Regions from separate parts of the Anser cygnoides genome. Here all the other regions are linked to region 3. A link is a contact called in public Hi-C data. All regions are on one chromosome and are shown on one strand. The core of a region is the stretch at or near the end of the contact, and the rest is flanking DNA. Distances in the headings are between cores, read along the strand shown.

What was found. A called contact is a pair of places that touch in the nucleus more often than the background predicts.
Region 1: a Hi-C map of liver shows a contact between it and region 3, with 12 times the contacts expected there. The contact joins the promoter of GCHFR here to the promoter of CHRM4 in region 3. A contact is called at or near these places in 2 of 7 Hi-C or Micro-C datasets (both in liver).
Region 2: a Hi-C map of liver shows a contact between it and region 3, with 4 times the contacts expected there. The contact joins the promoter of LOC125183345 here to the promoter of CHRM4 in region 3. A contact is called at or near these places in 2 of 7 Hi-C or Micro-C datasets (both in liver).

Annotation. Positions count from the first base shown.
Region 1 is chr5:35,276,291-35,279,407 of Taihu_goose_T2T_genome, forward strand. It overlaps GCHFR (GTP cyclohydrolase I feedback regulator), which reads right to left and starts at 1,643. Exons shown (of 3, transcript XM_066997854.1): 1 at 1,544-1,643. The coding sequence starts at 1,579.
Region 2 is chr5:34,988,757-34,991,707 of Taihu_goose_T2T_genome, forward strand. LOC125183345 (dispanin subfamily A member 2b) reads right to left here and starts at 1,405. Exons shown (of 2, transcript XM_066998776.1): 1 at 1,144-1,405; 2 at 127-662. The coding sequence starts at 1,359. The coding sequence ends at 453. It overlaps B4GALNT4 (beta-1,4-N-acetyl-galactosaminyltransferase 4), which reads left to right and starts at 1,457. Exons shown (of 23, transcript XM_066998737.1): 1 at 1,457-1,561; 2 at 2,786-2,890. The coding sequence starts at 2,797.
Region 3 is chr5:34,409,775-34,412,711 of Taihu_goose_T2T_genome, forward strand. CHRM4 (cholinergic receptor muscarinic 4) reads right to left here and starts at 1,376. Exons shown (of 3, transcript XM_066997844.1): 1 at 1,151-1,376. The coding sequence starts at 1,205.

The sequences.
Region 1 (3,117 bases), core at 393-2,892, 870 kb after region 3:
AGAGGGTGAAACCCTGACAGCACCCGTCTACAAACCAGCAAACTGCGCGTTAACCGCGAGCCTCTGTCAGACCCCAATTAGAAAGCGCTCGCACAGCGCTGCTAACCAAACATCCCCGTGTGCTGTGCAAACACGCAGGCACGCTCGGCTGCACAGAGATGGAGGAGACACAAACCAAGGAGGAGGAAGAGCCGCTGGTCCCTGTGCATCTGATCCTGGCTGCCTGCATCCTATGGGAGATGTGCCATGGGGGAGCGAGCGACCTGTCCCCGTCCCCACCCCAGCTGCTGCCAGCAAAAGGCAGCAATGTCTGTGTCCCCCCCTGCTCTGCCAGCACAGACCCTTTCCAGCCGTGGCTGGATGCCAGGTTTCAGGCTGTGAATGTTTGCTTTGCGCTGCTAAAGAGCAGAGTTTCCAAAGTCTGTAGGGCAAAGTGCATTAACCTGTAGGTATTTCAGTCCACCCTGCTGCGTGCGTTTCCCCGAAGTGCTACAAAACGCGTCCGTGCCATGCTTTGTGCCCATCAGTCCATAATCATTCAATCAACTGGTGTGACACCAAATATCGCTGCAAACAGAGATGTTTTGGTGCGAGGGCATCCTCCTCGGACAGACCACATCTCTCACCAGACTCCTGCCAGCTCGTTGGTTTGCTCTTTTCCCCATCGCACCCTTCCCGTTGCAAAACCGCGACATCGCACTTTGGCCTTCAGACAGTATTTGATATAGTTCCCCTTGGGAAAACAAAAACCAAGCCCTCTAGACGTCTGCCTGCTCCTGCGGGCCCGGCAGGACGTGCTGGCTGCCAGTGGGACAGCAATCACTAGGAAGCAAGGTTTCCTCTGCGCCTTTTTAGGGGAACAATGGGTCTCAGCCTCAGTCCCTGCCACGGCTTTGGGTGCTGCACAGCCACCCTGGTGCCAGTAATGCCCTGCCCTTTGGCTGTGGCCGTGTTTTCCACTGTAACACAGCCAGCAGGGCTTTTCGGGAAAGAGAAAAAACCTACGGTGAGCACACATGGATTACTTTCTTTGACTTTCATGGGCTCCTGCAACAAGTTTCCCAAGCAAACTTGCTCACTGTTTGAGGGGAGCGGAGCAGCACTAGGGGCGCCTGGGTGCTCTCCTGCTCCCCACCTCACCCAGGCGAAGGGTCGGGACGAAGGGAAGAGAGCGAGGGTGGCTGCCCACATCCCTGCTCACCCAGCGGCTCCCCCAGCCCCTTGGGGCAGCCCCCCCCCAAGCCCCTCAGCAGCAGGTGCAGGGCAATGCTGCGGGCAGCAGCGCGGTGCCCAGGAGGAGCCCCCCATCTCCATCTCCCCCCCATCTCCATCTCCCCCCCATCTCCATCACCCCCATTTCCATCACCCCCATTTCCATTGCCCCCATCTCCATCGCCCCCATCTCCATCACCCCCATCTTCATCTCCCCCATCTCCATCACCCCCCATCTCCGTCGCCCCCCTCCCCGTCTCCCCTCTCCCCACGCGCTCCCCCCGAGCCCCGCAGCCCCCGGGGGAGCTGGGCGGCGGCGGGGCGGACTCACCATGCGGATCTGCGTGCTGACCAGCAGGTACGGCATGCTCCCGACCCCGCCGCCGCCACCCCCGGGGCTGTGGCCGGGGGCGGCCCCTCCCGGCCCGCCCCGCCGCCGCCCCCGCTCCGCCCGCGGGGAAGGATGCGGCCGCCGCGCTGATCCCTCCCCGAAGAGGAGCCCCCGGGGGGGCTCCCGAGGTGGCCCGGGTGGTTCAAGAAACCGCCGACGGCTCGGGGGCTCCGCAAGGGTCCTGGGTCTGCTCTCCGTCCCCTAAAAAAAGGACGAGGAGATAGAAGGAGATGGGTGGTGGAGAGGAAGGTGATGGGCAGGGAGAAAAAGGACAGGGAGGTGGCGGATGGGGAGGTGGTGGATGGGGAGATGAAGGAGAGGAGGTGATGGCTCTGGGGGTGATGGAGCAGGAGACGATGGACGGGGAGATGAAGGACAGGGAGATGAATGATGAGAGATGATAGCCCAGGAGGCAGAGGACCAGGAGACATGGGACACTGAGAGAATGAACTGGGAGATGATGGACAGGGAGATGGTGGATAAGAAGGTGATGGACAGGGAGTTGAAGGACAGGAGATGAAGGACAGGAGGTGATGGAGCAGGAGACAATGGACAGGGAGACAAAGGACAGGGAGATGAAGGACGGGGAGATGCAGGATGGGAGATGATAGCCCTGGAGGCAGTGGACCAGGAGACAATGGACAGGGAGACAATGGAGAGGGAGACAAAGGATAGGGATATGGTGGACAGGGAGATGAAGGACTGGGAGACAATGGACCAGGAACCAGGCAGGGGTGAGCCTGGGACCCTGCAGCTTTTATCTGGAAATGTGGTTTAAATCCCTTCAAAATTTGAGGGGCAGCTCATATCTCAAGTCCAGAGCATCGGTGCTTCCGATGTGGGAGCTGATGGAGTGATTCCTTCCTCAACACCTGCTCTAGGTATAAATAAAACAAATAACATTTCCGCAAATAACAAATAATATTTCTATAACCTCAAAACTTGCACAGAAATCTTTCCATGCAGCTCGTCACCAGCTATAATCAATTCCTACTTTTCTTACAGATCTTCAGAAATAAGGCTTCAGGAGAAAGCAGAAGGATGTTCCCATGTGGCCGAGCCCGGGCTGTGGCACGTCGTGTCCTTCCTGCCTGACCTGCGGCCAGTTTATCTGAACTGCCACGGGTTACCGATTAACTCCAGCAGGGATCGAGAGAGAAAAATACACATTTCTGCTCACTAGTCTAAAGGGAATACTCTGACAGAGCCAATTTTTGCTGTTCCTATCATATCTGTTGGTTTGGGCCTGACAAAAAACAAAAAACAAACAAACAAAAAAACTATCAGATGTTGATGTTGTCATATTCCTAAAGTGTGCCCCAAATATCCTGATGTATTCATTTTGAGCTGTATGTGGATACCTCACCCCATGGGTTAAACCCCTGCTCCTTCAGATCACCTGCATGTCCAGGACGGTCTTCCCAAATTCCCTGGTGTCAGAACAGGCCAAATGTTTATTCCTAACACTTATTTTCTAGTATAAACATGCGCTTCGCTTCTAACATGAGAAACTG
Region 2 (2,951 bases), core at 155-2,654, 580 kb after region 3:
GGGACAGTTGTCCCATGGCAGTGCTTCACCAGGACAGCCACCATTTCCCATCCCAAAAAGCTGGGCTTGGGGACTCCCACCCCACCCCCCCCCAAAAAAAAAAAAAAAAAAGAATGAGCCATGGGCAAAAGTGAAAGAAACCTTTATTAAAACCACATTTTTTCCTGACGAGAAGGTACTTGGGGCTATATAAAAAAAAAAAAGCCAGAGCAAAGCAAGTGGCAAAGCATGCGCGTCCCCTTCCCAAAGCCAGCTTCTGGGGGCTCGGCTCCCGCCAGAGGAGAGGTGTCACGAGGCGCTTTGAGTGGTGGTCAGGGGGACTTGGAGCAGCAAGGAAAGCAGGGCAAGACCCCAGCAGGCGCCGGAGGGGCTGCGTGGGGATCTCAGCCCTGCTCCGAGGGGCGGCGGGGGCTGCAGCGGGCCGAGTTCCGCCCCCGGTGCCGGGGAAGGGGCTAAGTGGGGCCGAGGAAGGGGTGGTTGCCCTGCTGCTGCTGCTGGTGGTTGAGCAGGTTGACTATGGTGATGGTGCCGCTCGCGATCAGGGCGACGATGAGGATGACGAGGAAGATGTTGAGCAGCAGGGCCGTGATGTTCAGGTACTTGGCGGTGGAGCCGTAGCTGAGCGCCCCGCTGTAGTCGCCGAGGACTTTGCGATCCCTGGACTGGGGAGACCAAAGCCGGAGTCAGTGGGGTCAGGGCTGGAGAGAGGGGGGTGCGGATGGGGGAGAGGAACCTCGCCCCCCGGGGTGGGGGCTCTGGGCAACCCGTGGAGCATCCTGGGCTTGGGGCTCCGGAGGGTCTGCGGAGCTCCCTGAGGTGCGGGGTCACTTCCAGGATGGGGGATTTGGGGAGGTCCGCGGGTCACCCCAGGGTCAGGGGCTCTGCGGGGTCCACCCATTAACCCACGGCCGGGGCTTTTGGTGCTCTGTGGGTCCATGGGGCAACCCCAGGCTTGGCAATTTTGGGGGGCTCCAAGGGACTCTGGGGGGGTCCACGCCGCATCCCAGCGCTGGGCTTTTGGGGCTCCCCGGCTCCATCCCCCCCACCTCGCGCGGCCGCTACCCCACCACCCCCCGGGTGCCAACACTGACCCCGACCGCCCCCCTCACCCCAGCCCCGTCCCCGTTCCCCCTTTCCCCAAACCTTGACGGAGAAGACGAGCGCCAGGAAGCCGAGGCAGCAGACGTTGGCGTACAGCGTGGAGCACAGCGACCAAGCCAGGTGGTCGCGGGGGGGGGGCTGCACCGGGGGGGCCTCCACGGGCACCACGACGCTTCGGGACATGTTCTCCATGTCTAAGCCCTCCACCAGAGGCTCGTAGGGCGGCAGCGAAACTCCCGGGGCTCGGGTCCGCTCCATCCCTGCTTGCTCGGGGCTCGGGGGCGGGCGGCGGGGGCGGCGCTGCCGGCGGGGGGGCGCTCAGCACCCGCAGGTTTCGAGGTTTCGTTTCCCAGCCTCTGGGGCTGGGGAGGGGAAAAGCCCTGCCCGCCCTCTTCCTATCTCCTGGCCCCGGAGCTGGGCCCTGCATCGTCCCCAAGCGTCAGGATTTGGGGTCGTTAAAGTGATTTTTTTCTTTTTTTTGGGGGGGGGTGGAGGGTGGGGGGGGGGGGGAAGGGGGAGAAGATGAGGGTGATGCGGGCTGCTGGATGGGCTGGGGGGGTTTGTTGGGCTGGGAGAAGGCTCAAGGAGGCCTCATTGCGCTAAATAAAATTAGCTTAAAGGGAGTCGTGGCGGGGGGGGGGGCGGGGGGCTCTTTTCCCGTCTGCCAAATGAAGGGAAACGGCCTCAAGTTGCGCCAGGGGAAGTTTAGGATGGATATTAGGAGAAATTTCGTTACGGAAAGGGGCGTGAGGCATTGGAACGGGGCCGTGGTGGTGTCACCATCCCTGGAGGGCTCCAAGAAATGTGGAGATGTAGCACCCCATAGCGAGGCTTGGTGGCGGACTTCAGTGCGAGGTTATGGGTCGGACCAGGTGGTTTAGGAGGTCTTTTCCAGCCTGAACGATTGTATGGTTCTATGCAGAAACCCTAAATAACGTTCCCACCATGTGGCGCTGCGACCCCTGTCCCTGGGGTTGAACCCGGGCACCTGATGACAAAACCCTAAATCACGTCCCCTCCATGTGGCGCTGGAAGCCTTCACCCCGGTCTGGAGCCTGGCTGCTTGGGGAAGAAACCCCAAATAATGTTCCCACCGTGCGACCCCCCTGATGAAACCCCAAAATAATGGCCCCACCGTGTGGCACTGTAAGATTTGTCCCTGGTGTTGTGCCTGGATGCTTGAGGGAGAAGTCCTAAACCATGTCCTCACTGCGTGGCGCTGGGACCCCCTTCCCTCCCGGCCCTCAGCAGGTGTTTCAGAAGGCAGGCACTGGTTTTTGATCCCCCAAACCTGTCCCCGCTGTCACCTTGTGCCACGCGGCCCTTCGGAGGGCCAGGACAGAGCTCTCGGCCAGGGACCCAGGCCCCGCTCTGGCCCCTGGGGAAATGGGGGCGGCCGGAGGGTGCCGCTCGTGGGGGACAAAACCCTGAATTTCCTTACTGTCTGGAGGGACACACGTCTGCTGTGGCCATTTGGGACGGTCAGGCCAGCCGAGCTCCCCATGTCACATATCGCACGGTTGCCTAAAAGGTTTAATTACGAGCCAATTAACCTTCCGCATCTGCTCGCCAGCTGAGCGGGAAAGCGCAGCCTGGAGCGCGGGTGCCCTCTAGTTTCCCCAGCTGCGGCTGCTGTGATTTTTTTTTCTTATCACCGTGCTTTCTTCCCCGATTTCATTCCCAGCCCCACGCTACATGGAGGAGGAGCTGCTGCTCCAAGCTGCAGAGCAGAAAGGAAGAAAAAAAAAAAAACAAAACATCCTGCCCCCAAAATGCTGCCTCTGCAGAGGTGAAGTGAGTTGGGGCCGGCTCCTCCGGTGCCAAGTGTGATGGCCGTCATCACCACGGGC
Region 3 (2,937 bases), core at 126-2,625:
AAGAAAGCAGACTGACCTGTGGCGACGGGCATGCCCCTCTTGTGGAGGAACAAACCTCTTTTGCTGAAAGCCTTCCTGCATCTCCAGCCCACCCTGCCCGCCAGCCTCCAGCCCAGCCAAGCGTGCACCGGGGACGTGTCCCTATTTCTTAGCCTGTCCGTGAGGGTGAAGCCAGCCGCTCAGCTCCCCTGGGAGCATGTCCTGGGGTGCGTAAAGGCACCTAGCCCGGGCTATGGGCGCTCCGAGCACACGAGGCCGGGCATTAGGAAGCAGGCAGCAGTGCCCCGAGGTGGTGACAGCTCCACGCGTCCCGCTGCTACCTGTGATTTCAGCGCGAGCATTGCCACCCGTGATGTTTCACCGGAGGCCTGGGCCCTGGCTCCCTGGCATCTCGTGTGTTTCGCTAGCGCCAGGCTCAAGGAGCCGGGTGCCAGCCCCTGCTCACCCTGCCAGCAGCGCGGGGGAACCCGGCCGCTCTCCGAGGTCACCCCGGGTGCCCGGGGCGAAGCGGGGAGCCTCCGTGTGCTGACACCCACAGCCCAGCTCCTTGGCCGGCAGGGCACGGAGGCACGACGGCTATTTCCCAGCCGGGGAAGTGCCCCTCCAGCCCCGGTGTCTGCAAGGACCGGACGGCAAACGTGGCCGCGGCGCAGTCGGAGGGGCTTAAAGAAGGAGAGAGGAGAAGCCGGCGCTGCTTTGATTTGAAGGAGTGCCAAGAACCGTCCCCCTGGTTTGAAGCCAAAGCCATGATTTTGGGAAGGAGAAGGGTGGGGCTGCGCGACCCCCGCCCGTGGGCCCCGGGCAGCCGGGATGTCACCGGGATAGGGACAGGGGGGCAGCCGCGGATGGGGAGGAAGGGGGCGAGAGCTGCCCCTCGCTGCTGCGGGACGGGACGGGACGGGGGGAACGGGACGGGACGGGACGGGACAGGGGGGACGGGACGGGACGGGACGGCCAGCGGGGCGTGCAGAGGGGCAGGGGGCTGCCTGCCCGGGGAAAGTTGGCAGAGAGACCCCCCCCCCCGCCCCCAGCTCCCCCCGGTGTGCGACATCCCCGGGGGTGCGCGCCTCGGGAGCACGCCCCCCCCCACCCCCCCACCTCCTCCCGGCGCCCCCCGGCCCGGGGGTGCCCCCGGCCCCCCGCCACTCACCGGGCAGCCCCCAGGGCGCGCCGCCGCCCGCCGCCGAGCGGTTGTCAGCGGCCATGCCGCAGCGCCGAGCACGCCGCCGCCCCGTCGGGGGCTCCGGTGCTCATGGCCCCGGCCGGCTCCTCCCGGCTCCCGGCTCCCGGCGGCGCCGTGCGGAGGGCGGGGAGGGGCGTGGGGAGGAGGAGGAGGAGGAGGGGGAGGACCCGGCTCTGCCGGCTCGGCCCGGTGCCCCCCCCTCCCCACCCCCAAAAGTGCCTCCCCCCCCCCCCCCCACCCCAACCCAGCATCGCCACCGCCACCACGTCGGGGGGAGGCTTGGAGAGGGGGGGGGACCACGGCGTCACGGTGCCGCGGCCAATCCCCGCGCCGCTGCCTCCCTCCCAAAATAAAATAAATAATTAAAAGAAGCGGGTGCCCCCCTTTTTTAACCCCCCCCCCCCCCCCTCCGCAGCAGCCCCGGCAGCACCGCGGACAGCGCCCGAGGCTCGCCCCGGCCGGGCCGACGCCGCCCGGAGCCCCCCGGGGCCGGCGGAGCCCCGCCGGGTGCTCACGGCCAAATCCCCCCCAGCTCCTGCCCCGGCCCCTCTCACGGCTCCCGCACCCGGAGAGCGGCCTCTGATGGCAGTGCGCCCCCCCCGGGGCCGGGAGATGTGCCCCTCCGCTGGGGTTTGGCCTCTCAAACCCAAATGCTGACCCCCCCCCCCCCCCCAAATGCTGTAAAGAAAACTGCTGCGCCCCGGGCGGACTCATCCGAGCGAGGAAATGTCTGCCTCAAAGACAATCTGATTGCACCGGGGTTGGGTTGTTTGATTGGGCTCTTGTTTGAAACTACAACTCCCCGTGGGTAGACAAAAGAGTGTAATGAACAGCAAGAAGCCTTCTTCCAAAGCTGATCCGGCACGGAGATAAAAACGTGCAACCAAATTAAGTACAAAAGTTTTCAACTTTTAGCTCTTCTCCCAGCGCTGTTCTCTCTCACTAGGCAGAAGAAGTGGAGCCTCCGAAGGCCCAGGCTCGGGTTCTGGTTAGAAGTCGCGTTTGCTGCTCTCTCCTCGGAACACTCGCATGTCCCTGCCTCACCCGTTTCTTTCCATCCTCTGTTTTTGGATGGCTTCTCCTTTTTTTTTCTTTTTCTTGGCCGTGCCCCGAGCTTCGCTCTGCCTGACAGCCCATCAGCAATCCCCGCTCTCCCACTACCGGTTCGGGAGCCTCCACCGGGCTCTGCCGCAAATCGTGCCCTCGGCCCAAGCCACCACATCTGCCTAGAGGCGGGCAAAATCCCCTCTCTCCCCCTGTACAGATGCTCTCAGACACACTCACAAGTTCTTGCTCCCCATCCTTCCACTGAGGCCCTCCCTTGCCCCTCACGGATCCTCTCATACTCCCGGCTGCCTCCCGCAGCGCAGCGCGAGCCCAGCCCCTGCCCTGCAGCAGCCCCGCTCCTGTGAACCCGGCAGACCCATCCTGACATCTTTAATATTCATAAAAGTCAACCCCAGTCTAAAGAAAACGTGGCTGATGATGAAAGTATTTACATTGCAAATCGCTTTTAATAACCCTCCAGTAGTCAGCTTGCTGATAAATGCTAATCTGTCTATCAGCCCCCCCCAAAAAATATAATAATAATAAAATAAAAATAAAAAAGAACCCGAAATGGAGAGGCAGAGAGCTGGGAAGCAGACAGTGACAGTGAGGGGGCCTCAGCCCCAGGCATCCCTGACCAACTGTGAACTCCTGCTCCTTCTGCAGGTGCAGGATCAGACACAACATCTCCATGTTACACATCATCT